Linked DNA regions of Mus musculus: region 1 is linked to region 2. Evidence: chromatin contacts called from public ChIA-PET data. All regions are on one chromosome and are shown on one strand. The core of a region is the stretch at or near the end of the contact, and the rest is flanking DNA. Distances in the headings are between cores, read along the strand shown. Region 1 overlaps Exoc2 (exocyst complex component 2). Region 2 has its middle 29 kb from the start of Uqcrfs1.

Region 1 (7,268 bases), core at 4,021-6,520, 360 kb after region 2:
TTCACACCATGTCTGTCCTGAGCACTCCCTGTCTCTAGGTATACAACCTTGCAGGCTTTGCTGCTGACCCACACCCCTGTTTGCAAGATGAAGTCCAAGTTGTCAATTTCACATTCAAGCGTTTCTCTGTACTAAACCTGCTCATCTCTTAGGACTAATTTCTTCGAGTACAGTTCTCACACTAAAAGCTCCAGAGACTCAAATAGATTATACCCTCTGGCACATGTCATATTTGTGTGTACTTTACTCCCCTGACTTGCTGAGCCCTTTATCAAAAATGTTTCCCCAGCCCTGATAGACTGCACAAGCAAAATTATACAATTTAAAGAGAATGCCCCTTTACGGTCGGACACCTTTGCATGCTCTCAATGAGAAGCAACCCTATACTAAAAGAAGACGAGGCAGTTCAAGGGTTTCTGCGCGCGTCTAGAGCCTTAGTATCCAAGTACCACATCCACAGCTCCCACATGCTGAGCAGCCTACCATGACCAAAGCTTCATCTTCACCCCAAGGTCATATTTTTGCTTCTGTTTCCTAGCCATGACCAATAGTTGACAGGCTGACTGCTATGGGGGCAGACGGGGGCAGGCTTTCACCCTTCCTCTGTTAGTTACTGTATCACACTGTAGGCTATTTCAGGCACTTAAAGGCTGGTTTTACATTGATTCCTCACTCACAGGATTACAGAAGGCACAGAAGTCCTAACTTAAATTTTTAGTTACCTTGGACAGACCACCCCAGACAAGTGCAGTTCTTCATGACAGCAAGGCTGCACACTCACACTAAAGTCATCACCTTATAAGAACCAGACTGGCCCACTCACAGAGTGGCTTAGTTAGGGCTTTATTGCTGTGAAGAGATATCATGACCACTGCAACTGTTACGAAGAAAAACATTTAACTGGGGCGGGAGTTTTAGTCCATTATCATCATGGAGGGTAGCATGGCAGCACACAGGCAGAATGGTTCTGGAGAAGGGGCTGACAGTCCTACATCTTGATCCATAGGCAGCAGACAGAGACTGCCACACAAGGCCTAGCTTGAGCAAATAAAACCTCCACAGTAGCCTCCACAGTGACACAATTTCTCCAAGAAGGCTACAGCTCCTATTAGTGCCATTCCCCAAATATGGACCAAGCATTCTAACCCATGAGTCTGGGGGGGGGGGGCATTCCTATTCAAAGCACCACACAGAACAAGAACTTCTTCAACAAACATACAGAATCTAAACTGAGAGAGTGACCATTGAGAGCACACCTTGGCAAGGACTACTAAATCATACACACCTATTACCCCTCACCCCAATCCTGCCTTCTTTTAATCCTCAAGTACATGCCAGTTATCTGAAAACGGACTTGAGACCAATGTCTTATCTGTCCTTCCCAATGTGGTTCTGTCAGAGGTAACAGGACCTGAGACAGTCACTGCAGCAGCCTAAGGAGCTCCCTGACATTTTTTAAAACCTTAGCCCAGATAACACTGGATCCTGAGCAGAGTACAGGCCTCCTGTGGCAGGTTTGTTAAGACACACCTTCAACAGAAATCCCAAGCTCATGAAGAGCGTAAGGCATGTGAGCAAGTATGAGATGGGCTTTTCTAGGAGAGTGACACTCCACACTCTTTACAACAGCCACACGTGGCATGCTGGTGGCCTCTGATGCTACTGTCTTTAAAGAGTTACTTACTGGTGTTAGTAGCTAAAGCTACCTGCTGGTTACAGGTCCTGGTAATTCTGCTCTAAAACTCCAGGTCCAGGGCTAGGGCAGGATGAAAAGAGAGGAAGCCGGGTCACTCCAGAGTCATCGCCAGTACTGCCACCGGAGGCCTGTGCTCTGCTCAGTGAGTACTAAACCCCATTTGAGCCAGGTGTGCATTTCACATGTTCCCTGAGGGTGGCTTTCAGCGACCTCCATCTAGGGCCTTTAGATGTGTTCTCTTCCTCCTTACGCTTACGTACATGGGGCTGCCACTCCTGGGACACTCCACACAGCACTAGTCTAGCATCTATCTGCACTGGGGGCCAAGTACGTGCTGCTTGCTTTACCCTTTACTTAGCAACCCTGCTCAGATCAGTGACGTCTGAGACAGGCTGATGAGAATCTTCCTGGGAAAGATCTCCCTTCTAAAGAGAACTCGGAAAAAAGCTATTCGTTTACCCCTGCACATCATTATGCCAAGTTTCAACACCAGGAATTGTGAAAAACTTTTGTAATTATGAAGGAAGCTGGTTTACCAGAGGAACAAACCTGAGTTTCACAAATCTCAGTAGCATGACTAAGAGTGTGTCACCCCTGAATTTTATACATTGCAAAAAAAGAAATATCCTTTTTGTTTAAGACAAATAAATTGGCATTCCCCATTATCTATAGCTGAAGGCATCTTGACTTAATAATCTAGCCTTAAAAATAAGCTAAAATAGACTGATCTTTAACCTGTGTATCTAGAAATTGTAAAATAGAAGCGAGGGCTGCCAAGTGCAGCTGACTCAGGCCAGGACTCCCAGGGCACACGCGGAGATGAGGGATCCCTAAGAGAGGGAGCAGATGAGTGTTCAGACTCCACCTGCACTCACTTTCCCCACTGAGATGGGAGGGAGAAACCGGGAGGCGCCATGAAAACTCACGGATACTCTCAAGACAGAAGCAAAGCAGTGAGACACTACTCACACCGGCTGCCCTGTTTCTGGTGGATGGCAGTGTCAACTCAGACTTCATCCTTCTAGAAAGGGCACCTGAGTAGACAGGCATACAGCAGGGATGTCTATAAAGCACACACGTACCAGAAAGCATGCTGTGTGCTCGCATGCCTCAGGGTGTAGCACTGGAGAGCAGGAGGCTGCTGGACGTTAAAGAACGGATGCTGCGCTTTGAAGGCAATGCGCCATGCTTATTTCGTTCAGCTTTAAATTTCAACAACATAATTTACAAATGTTACATTAAAATTAGGGGAAATTTTTTATTTTAAAATAAGGCATAGTTTCTGGACTTGCACACTGTACCATAGCCCACCAATCTACTTTTTACAAAATTCTAAGTTAAATGAGACACTTCTATGATCTTCTTAGGAATGACCCTGCTGTCACCCTGTCTTTTTTTGTAAAGGCAGATTTCTAAACGTACTGGGAAAACTAGTCACTGTTTCTTTCTGTTGGAAATGTGACTCAATAAGACTAGAGCCGGATGTACACTGCCCAAAATCCACGTAGAAATAAAACAGATAATATCTATGTACCAACTGAATACTTAAGACACCAACCCCTAGTAACAGCTCACTCAAAAAGTGGGAGGTGATTGAGAACAGGAGCCACGCTCCATGCCTCTGCCTTCACTTCATACCAGTGCCCTGCCAAGGCTTTCTTGAAGAACATTCTTCTTAGGCAAACAGGACTTTCAAGAAACAAAATCTACTGAGGACTTTCACTTAATATGAGCCTATTTTTATCTTCTTTTACAGCTTAAATAGTTTGTATCCATTATAACTGGAACCAAGCAAGAACATATGTATTTGTGACACTCAGCACAGTAAATCAGAAATACAGACCTTTTACAAGCGCAGCCTAGTCTCAGTAAAAGCGAAGTTACCTTTTCAGAGCAATTAGTAACGTTTTTATAAGTGCCATGGCACCATGTGTGCAAAAACATCAGTTAAAAATTTAGGAACATGAAGGACTTTAACAGTCAAAGGCACCAATAAATGCCAATTGTTAAAAACTTGTGGGGCTGAAAGATGACGGCATGCATGCTGAGTCTACCAATAAAATATATTAAAACCTGACTCATACCAAAAGCATCAAGGAGCCTATATTATGTTATTTTCACTTGCTTTTTCACAAAGAACCCAGGCACAGCACCACAGGACTCCCCACCCTTCCACTGCACACCTAAGTCGGCTGTAGTGAACCTCACATTCCCAGGCAAGTACTGAGTGCTGACTCATCTTCCAAAGGCCGCCTCCCACTAGTCTGACAAGTCACCAGGACCACAAGTGATTATTTTACGAGATGCATTTATACTTCTTCAGACCTTGTTAATTACTACTTTTACACTAGCAAATAATATTAAGATCTCCATGCTCTTCATCCAACAATTTAATTTTTTTAATGATTTTAGAAATTCATACAGGACATTAGTAAAATGAAAGGCAGTAAGGATTCTAATCCGAATGCAACATTATTAGGGGAACAAAAGGATTTTACTAAAAAATATTAAGTATGTTAGGAAGCCAGACTCTCACTAATGTCTGACTCTCTGGCTCTCCTTTCCCTCACTCTTTCTGTACCTGGGCCAGGGTGCAACTCAGGATAGAGCCTCAGGCACAACAAAAGGATAAACAAATCCTCCTGTAACAGAAGTCAGGAAAATCTTTGTAGCTGTCTTAGGTGGGAGGGAAGGAGCAGTAGAAGAAGACAGGGAAGGAGAGAAAACCTGTTTGACTAGATAATATTTATTTTTTAATTTTAACACAATTTATTATTATATAAACTTAACTGTGATAGTTTTAAATGTCAACTTGCCACAACCGAGAATCATCTTGGAAAGGCTCTGACAGAGGGATGATCTAGACTGGTTGGCTGGTAGGCATGTCTGTTGGGAACTGTCTTAATTGTTAAAGGAGGTGGGAAGAACCCCTTGAATGTGGGTGGTACCATGCCCTGAGCTGGGTCCTGGGCTGCTTAAGAGTGAGCTACAGGAGTCCTGAGCAGGAAGCCTTCTTACTTCATCCATGACTGTGGATAGGATGTTTTCCATTCCTGCCTTGACTTCCCTACAATAATATATTATAACCTAGAATTTTAAGTCAAACAAACTCTTTTTCCCCTAGGTTGCGTTTGGTCAGGACATTTTATCATAGCAACAGAATGAAATTACACTATTTACTTAGAAGGTTTTGTTCTGAGTCAGGGAGAAGCAAGGTATCACTAAGCACACAAGCCATTATGGCTGCAGCGCTCACCTGTCCTCATGTACAGCCCTCACAAGAGCCCACGAGAAAAACCTAAGAAACCTAGGCCAGACCTCAAGTGGGCAGCAGTCCGCCCTGCATGCCGAATTCAAAGCCAGAGTTTGGCTCCAAGTCACAGAACACTACCTCTTAAGAGAAATATAAAGAAATTCCAAAGCAAGTCAAGTCCTTTTGTCATGCCATTTTTTCTGCCTGCCTTCCTGACTACAATGCCACTAGAGATGGTTCGAATCAAACTGCTCTGTGGCTAGCAGCACAAGGCCAAAAGGTAAGAAGAGGACGAGGCAGTAAGAACTATGGAAAAAACATCTGTCAGAATGAAAGTGAAAGTAGCAACTACGACAATGAGCACTGGCTGCTATGCTGCTCAGCTCTGTGTCAACTTGACACAAGCTGGAGAACAGGGACTCTCAAACGAGAAAACGCCTTTATAAAATCGGTCTGTAGGCAAGGCATAGGGCCCTGCCTATTATGGGTGATACTGAGTTGGGCTGGTGTCTATATAACAGTTTTCTCCAACATTAAAACATTCCACCCTCAAGTTCCTTAAGCAGAAAGGTAAACAATGCAAAATAGCTTTAGGAAGTCCCTGAAATTGACCAGATTCACTAGGCTCCTATGAGGTAGAGTAAGCATTAAAGCTGAGACTCTCTCCCAAAGTGAGGATGAGCTGAAAAGAAGACTCTGAGACTAGAACAGCTGCCTGGAAGAAGCAGAAACAAGCTAAGCTACCTAGAAGAGGTTTGGACAAACTTATCGCCCAGAAAGAACACTCTACAACCTGTTGAGCTGCCCGCAGGCTGTGCAATATTCCAGGTTCCTAGCCTTGTGAGCTGTTACCCATGCTGGGGTGGGCTTTAGTGAAACAGCTGTCTTTGAGTCACTTCTGATCCTATGAGTAACCCCTTCTAGCCATATTCCTATAAGTAACCCCATTAAAACTCATTGGTTCACCAGTTGGACTGGTGATAGCCATACTTTGGCCTGTCATGGGATTCCTATCTGGCATGAGTAGACACGTAACTTGTCTCTCTAAAAATGTTCTGTCACACAACAGCTGGAGGTCCTAGGTGCTGTAAGAAAACTGGCTTAGCAAACTGCAGAGCAAATCAGTAAGCCGCACTCCTCCATGGCCTTTGCATCAACTCCTACCTCCAGGTTCCTGTCCTGATTTCCCCAGTGACAGACTGTGAACTAAGAGTGGTAAGATAAAATAAACCCTTTCTTCCCCAAGTGGCTTTGGGCCGTGGTGTTTTATCCCAGCAGTAGGAACCCTGTCTAGCACAGGTGGTCTGACTCACGCCCCTATAGAGCACGTGCATCGCCCTGGTCTCCTTCACCTGTAAAGGCTAAGGAAGAGCAGTCAGAATGATCCCTCCTTCCCGTACTTCACAGCAGCATCAAGAAGAAGCTAACATTCAGGAGTTTTGATGCAGGCCCTTCATGGGTTTTCTATCAACTGCAAGCCTATGTATGCATAGTTGACAGTGTGCTCCCACACACCCACCCTTTACCCTTCTAGTTTGAACTGTCCTGATTTTAATTGACAGGGTATCAAATATCATTGAGACAGTTTTAGAATGCCCCTGCTTTAAAGATGCTACCTAGACATCCCAAGCTCACTAAAAGCTCCTACACTCTAGGGTTTTTCAACAAACAATTCCTACCCAAAATGGGCCCCTTGTATCCACCTGAGCAGGGACACCATAGCAGTGAAAATGCGCTTTGCTCTCAAAAGTATTAATGATCTTTGATGTAGACATGAAGGTTAGGTAGTTAAAGGTTAGTGGGAAAAAATGGTCCTCATTCTTAGAAAACGAAACACGCAGATTTGGGTAAGACGTTACTAGAACTAACTTGCTACCTTCTATGACTGTTCATGAGGCAACACCCATCACGTAACTCTGTAGTCAGAATTATTAAGGCCAGAAAATAAATTATATAAAATTAATATATCAGATGAATTGCTTAAGATATATGAAAAAAGTTGGTCATACTTGGGAATATAAGAACAAAACATTAAATTCACTTATGAAAAAATGTATAACTAACTGGCACAATTCTGATAAATAAAGCTAAATAGGGCTGCCTTAAGTAAGAATTTAGGCAGGACATATCAAAAACAAAAGATCCCTTTGGACTAAATTATTCTAAAATATTTCTAGGAAACTGAAGCAAATGAATAGATAATTCTACTGATTTCAAATTCTATCTAAACATATGAAAATGTACTGATGCTTATATCATTAATCAAGAGTATGTTATGGGATGGGGGACTCCTCTGTAGTGTCCACCTTACTTGCCTAT
Region 2 (6,754 bases), core at 3,473-5,972:
TCAAAGCAACTCAGGGGAGGAAAGGGCTTATTTTAGCTTATAGTTTATAGTCCGTCCGGGGGAAACCAGAGCAAGAATCCAAGGCAGGACTTTGAAGCAGAAACCAGAGAAATGCCTTGCCCCTCTGGCTCTTGCTCAGCCAGCATTTTATGGAACTCAGGACCACACCTCAGGGCCAGGATTGCCCATATTTGAATGGGCAATCTTGCATCTGTTATCAAGAAAATGCCCCATAGACACAGCCCCAGGCCAATCTGATTGAGACAATCCAACTGAGAATCCCTCAGATAACTGGGCTGCTATGTCAACCAACTAAGGCCAACTAAGGGAACTTTTTTTTTTTTTTCATTTTTAGAAATCTGTGTTAGGAATGGAGCTGGCAAAGGCCATAGTTTCACATCAGCAGAACAGGCCACTTAATGACCAGGATAGGCTAGTCTTCAAATGGTACTCTCCCCCCAAAGGCTAGACTGACCAGCAAGCCAGTTGATGGGGGGAGGTGTCTAGCACAAAATGGAGATGAGGAAGTCTTGTCTAAAAATGATTAAGATTGCCAAGATGATGTCAGCAATGCAGTAATGGACTAAACCAAGCATGGTCCTTTGTAGGCATGTCCCAAACCCAGCTAGTGAAGAAGGGCACAGTTCATCTAAGCTGCTCCGTGTGTACTGGTCACATGCAGGCCTTCCTGCCAAGGTCCCTGTGCACTGCAGATCCCAGCAAAAAACTGCAACCTCTCTCGTGCGGTGTCCGTCTGCCCTCCTGCAGTGGTAGCTTGGCTCTCTACTCTCAGTATGGATTCAGTGAACTGTTTTTTGATCTGGGTTCGGAATCTTATTACATGTTAAGATTAAAAAAAAAAAAAAGTTCTTCATGATGATCTTTGGCTTCAGAGCTCAGTTTCTGTTCCCAACAAGTGACTTGTAATTCAATGTGAGTCTCATGTGGGGAAGGAAGGGACCATGTCAAACCTCAATATTGGGAGCTGAAAAGGAAAGATTCTGCCCTGAGAAACACAGGGCTTGGACAGGAGGGAGAAGGAAAGACAAAGCCCAAGGCCTCAAGATGAAAACAAATGTGTGCTTGAATCTCATCAGTGGGACTTGTCTGGTGGGGTGATGCTGTCATCCCTGGACCTGTGAATGTGTACATACCGGACCTGTGTGTGGCTGGGCTTGAAAAAACAAAGTGTTAGGTGTCACAATGGCATTTGTTTTAGTTGATTCCTGTCCCCAGCTCATACCCCCTCCTTCCTCTGTGTCCTCCCCTCCCCAGTCTCCTTCCCACCTTCATATCACACAGGTCCCTCCACCATTCTTTCCTTTCTTTGGCATCTCTTTTTATGACCTCTCCATCTCCTTTCTAGTTTTTAGGTTATACTTCATGTGTAGCTCATGCATTTATACACATACAATATAGTATAAGCTGTGATCTGCATGTGAGAGAGGGCCTGTTTTTGTTTTTGCTGGGTTTGGCCACATTGCTAATATAATTCTCTCTCTGTCGATCCATCTCTTTTTTTTCTTACAGATTTCTTCATTTCATTTTTCTTTAACCTGAGTTTAAATCCCATGGCGTTTATGTTTCACATTTGTGTTATCCATGAAATTATTGATTCGTGTTGAGGTTTCTTTTTAAAAATTCAGTTCAAGAAGGAGCTGAAGGGGTTTGCAACCCCGTAGGAAGAGCAGCAATATCAACCAACCAGACCCTCCAGAGCTCCCAGGGACTAAACCACCAACCAAAGAGTACACATGGAGGGACCCATGGCTCCAGCCACATATGTAGCACAGGGTGGCCTTGTCGGGCATCAAAGGGAGGGGAGGCCCTTGTTCCTGTGAAGGCTTGATGCCCCAGTGTAGGGGAATGCTAGGGTGGTGAGGTGGGAGTGAGGGGGTGAGTATAACCAATACTTTTTTTTTTTAATTTCAATTTAAAGTATGAGTGTTAAATTAAGAATAATCCCACTACTCAAGAGCCTGAAGTGGGAGGACTGAGGTCTAAAACCACCACCACCAGCAGCAAAAACAATAACAAAATTCTGGGCCTTAGTTTTCCAGCCATAAAACGGGAATAGTAGTCTTGTACCCACCTTTGAAAGATGTCTATGGGAAAAAAAAATAAGTACATACATATATTATGCTTAGCTGTCTGAGACATACTAAATCATCTACAAATAAATACATACCTATATTATGCTTAGCTGTCTGAAACATAATATAAATCATCTATAAATGTTGTTTCCTCCTATTTGGGTTAAATCATAATCACTCCTGAGCATAAAGCCTAAATCAATTTGCTGTCTGAGATCTCGGTTAGAAGAATAGCAATCTACCTAGTGAATTTTAAATGCAGATCTTGGGGCAGCCCCCCTGAGGAAGGACTCCTACACATAGATAGAGTCAATTCCCTAAAACAGGGAAGCAGTCTTCCAGATGCCTGAGCAGTAAGAGCTGCACCCTGCAGGTTTCACAGGGTAACTTCCCTGTTGCACATCTGCTGGGGTTTCCGTCCCCCTTTCTGCTCTGATATTTCCTTTCTCATCTGACTCTCAAGCCCCTCAGCATATTAATGAGGCTGAGAAAATCTCCCCAGCCCTTTATATTCGTAACATGAATCAGCAGATGAACGCTCATTCTTTTATTCCAGACACCTGGGCTTTCTTGACATTTGCAGAGACCTGGTTCTATGTTTGTGTCTCATGCGATGGCTTGTGGCACCTGCAATAGATTCATCGATTCTTTGTAGGGCTAGATTTTCTTCCTTGTTTTGTTTTTCTTCCTGAAACTATAGGCACTTTAAGGGGTATTTGTTATTTATTTCTTTCTCTTGCCTTTCATGGTTATTTTCATTTATTTATTTATTTATTTATTCACTTTCTATCCAGATTTATTTGTTATTTATTTATTTATTTTGCCTTTCATGGTTATTTTCATCTATCTATCTATCTATCTATCTATCTATCTATCTATCTATTTACTTTCTATCCAGATTGCAGCCCCCTCCTTGCAGCTTTCCCCCTCCCCTATATTCTTTAAGGTACTCGTTCCTTTTCTTTTCTTTTTTCTCTTCTCTTTTCTTCTTTCCTTTCTTTTCTTTTTTATCCTTTCTTTCTTTCTTTCTTTCTTTCTTTCTTTCTTTCTTTCTTTCTTTCTTTCTTTTTTTTTTTCTGTCTATTAATGAAGAGCCAGGACCCAGAAGAACTCTAACTCTCTTTAGAACATTTAATTGCCCAATGTTGCAAAGCAATTAGGGGATAAAATTGACATAATTGATTTCCAAAATTCTACTATGTTGATTTCCATGTAAAAAAGTGAAATGTCAATGAATACAGGCTGCCCAGCTGAGCTGCTTCACTGTGGTGCATCTGATTGTGGGACATCTAGGGCAGACTCCACCCTGAATCCCTGTGAGGACACGTAAACCAGGCACCTGGTGACAGTCACTGTTCACTATGTGGTTTTCTTCAGTGAAAACGACAGGGGTTTTGATGGGACAAGTACATGGATGGTCTAAGACAGCTGCTCCTAGAACTGGGAAGAAGGCATGAGAGCCCCAGGATGATGGAATTCCCACTAGTGCTGCTAAGGACCACATCAGAGCATGCGTGATGAGATGCCAGGTGGAGATGTCATAGCACCTCCAAGAACCTAGTATTTGAAATGTTTCAGAAAATCTAAATAAATGAGGGGGTTACTTTTAAGGATGTACAAATGTGTTTTAGAATTATTATGCACAAAGTTACTAAAAATGGATGATGTTTGACTGAAGGCAGACAAATGGGTTTTTTTCTTATTTGTTTTTTTAAGTCTCCAACTAGGTGGTAGTGGCACAACTTAGAAGGCAGATCTCTAAGTCTTAGGCCAGCCTGGTCTACCGACTGAGTCCCAGGATAGCCAGGGCTACGCAGAGAAACCTTGTCTTAAAAAGCAAACAAAACAGGAAACCAGAAACACCACCCCCCCAAAAAAAAAACTCCCCAGAAGCAGATTCTCTCAAATAGAGTCAATTTACTTTTAACATGGCTTTAGGAACAAAAGAGTCTTAACAATAAAATAGTATATATCCATTTTCACGCTCAGGACCCAATCTAGGTTAGACCAGTGTTCTACCACTGAGCTATCTCCTCAGCCTTTTATCACATATTCACATACAAAAGATGAATGTCTGTAGCACCTCATGCCTGAAAGCAAACATGACTCCTAATGTGTCAGGCGCAGTGGTGAATGTAAACTACAAAGCTTCCAGATGAAAGCATATTGTCTCTAAACATTCTGGTATATGTCTTTGTCATATTGCGTTGACATAAAATGATTCCGGATTATCTGTCCATGTTTATAAGCAGCTGTATGTCATTAACATTATCTAACATTTTTCTATGCCATAAAAGGTTCCTGCTGAGTGTAGACTCTACAGGCCATCCCATGGGATCTAGTAGAGAATTCAGCTATAAGGCAGGGGATGTACCACAAATTTAGGCCTTTTCAGTGGGACTCCAGCATCAAGTTTGGTGGCCCAGCTCATTTGTTCCCTAAGGGTGGCCATAGAATGAATAATGTTGGCTCTTCTGCATTGAAAAACCTCTGAAAGTATGCTGGGAACTCACAAATCTTGAGACTCTTGAAAAGAAAACAGAAAGCTTACACTTCAAGCGCCCCCCATTGCCACATGGGGGGCAGAACCTTTCCGTATCGAGAGAACTTGTCTTTCCTTTCAGCCTCAGCATGTGTGTTTTCTTGAACCACGGAACCTCGCAACATCACAGTGTATAGTTGTTGCTGTCTTGCTCAAGAAAACCCCAAACCACATAAGTTGTAATGAGCAAAGTATGTTGAGTTCCACCATTTAAGTCTATTATCACTTAGATGAACCATGTCCTGGGTGTAGGTGGGGCAGACACTGGTAAATGCATTACAGAAAACTATCGTGTGACTTTCCTTCCAGAACAGAGGCCTGTGAGAAAGGGAAATTTTAATTCAAGTTCAAGGAACACTTAAATACATTTAACTTCTCATAACTTGAAATTTTTGAGGTTGTATTGGACCAATTCTACTCTTCTATGTGGTCCTAAGGCCTCTTTTGATCAAATGACTAGTTTCTACTATCTGGCTCAGTTTCTGAATCTGCAGAGAAGATTGCCTCTAAGAGATCAGATCTAGACAAAATTGGTATTATTTGATTTTATGAGATTTAAAAATGTATGAGGGAAATACCTGAATTGATAGGAATGTATGTGTGTGTGTGGACTGGAGAGATAAGTTGAACAATGGGTGGGAGGAGGAATGGGGAGATTGATGTGTGGGTAGATTATTAGGATAATAGTCTTACCCAAGGAAGAGCATATTGATTGGTAGTTATCCAATACCAAATGGTATTGCAGAAAACATAACTACAAATAACATTCTATTTGACTGGGCAGTTTATAACTATGTATTAGGAGTATATATATATATGTATATGTATATATATATATATATGTATATATATATATATATATATATACATATATGTATATAACAACAATTAATGAAAAAGATGCCATGATTTTGAAAGAAGGTGAGAAGAGGTATTTGGAAGGGTTTAGGGGGAGGGAGACGAAAGGGGAAATATAACTATACTTATATTATATTGTATAATTATATTATATATTGTATATTATCATCTCAAATATATAATTATATTTTAATATATTATATTCTCAAAAATAAAATAAATAAAAAGAAGACTTTTCGTTAGTGCCCTACCTCTGTTTTGGGTGCTTTGTTGAAATGATAGGCCTAGGTTTTGTTTTCACAAAACTCAAACATCAGTCTCTGGACAGTATTTGTTCTTACTAATGAAAAGAGCCAGGTAGAGAGTGCTCTGATTTCTCTCCCTTCCTTGTAAAACCTCAAAGTTGCTCATGAATAATAACAACATTGGACAAGCCCTTTCAGAGCCTCTAACTTGCCATCAAGCAATTTGTACAACATCTCAATGAAGTAAAAATCTCATCAAAGAAAGTTTGACAAACCCAGAGCTATAGAAGGCTACCTCATGATGTTGCCATGTTGACTAGCTACACAGACCCTCTTCCTGTCTGCCCATCTCTCCATTGCTCCTGCATCTGTCAGCTCTATATTTCCAGTCCCCCACCCCACCCCAGGATCCTGATGAATATTTTTCTGCTATCATCTCAGTCCCTCCCACTCAACGTGTTGAAATCCAAAACCATTGTCCTGCTACCCACAATGCCCTTCCTTTTTCTGTCTCCGACCACACCCAGTACTGCCTCTAGTCTTTCTGGCTTGGGACTTTAACTCACCCACCCCCTGGCTTCCTTCACCATGTGTGGTTTGTCACTAAGTCATAGCAATGATGAGAGCCTTCTTTCCCTGTACTTCTCAGATTAGCTTTTTTCTCTCCCACTTCCTCTCCCTCTCTTGGCACATGCTGTCTGCCAATACTACTAGAAGACACAGTTGTAATGACACCTCCAGAATATATCTGTGGTCCTGTGACCTGCTGGCTCACATTTAATCCATACATGACTGTTTTCTTGCCCAATATCTCTCAATATTTGGAAGGTGATATGAGCTTCAGGATCCTTCCTCAGGAAGATGAGTCATTTAACATAATTTTGACAACCATGTGAAGACGCTGGACCTTGGGAAGCTATCCACAATCTGTAGTAGGCCATGAAGTCTATTGTTCTTCCCACTTGATGGATATGTCATTGTCAAATTGATCTTTCTGAAATGGACATCAGGAATGT

The links. ChIA-PET counts read pairs in DNA pulled down with a chosen protein or histone mark.
Region 1: an RNA polymerase II ChIA-PET map of memory CD8 T cells shows a contact between it and region 2, with 69 read pairs. The contact joins two enhancer-like sites. A contact is called at or near these places in 1 of 39 promoter capture datasets (pre-B cells), 1 of 15 datasets of contacts at CTCF or cohesin (large pre-B cells), 1 of 484 Hi-C or Micro-C datasets (B cells), 4 of 115 datasets of contacts at active chromatin or transcription factors (Th17 cells, effector CD8 T cells, large pre-B cells and 1 more) and 2 of 9 other capture datasets (adipose tissue and liver).

The regions. Positions count from the first base shown.
Region 1 is chr13:30,927,906-30,935,173 of GRCm38.p6, forward strand. The region is part of intron 4 of Exoc2 (exocyst complex component 2); the gene reads right to left. Among named protein-coding and RNA genes, the nearest start is that of Hus1b, 16 kb to the right of the region's middle. Within about 2 kb of position 5,271, at least 75 of the 459 cell types and tissues checked have an H3K27ac peak or open chromatin away from gene starts, as enhancers often do. A contact at or near this core is called in memory CD8 T cells, where this site is marked.
Region 2 is chr13:30,570,734-30,577,487 of GRCm38.p6, forward strand. No RefSeq gene overlaps it. Among named protein-coding and RNA genes, the nearest start is that of Uqcrfs1, 29 kb to the left of the region's middle. Within about 2 kb of position 4,723, at least 8 of the 459 cell types and tissues checked have an H3K27ac peak or open chromatin away from gene starts, as enhancers often do. A contact at or near this core is called in memory CD8 T cells, where this site is marked.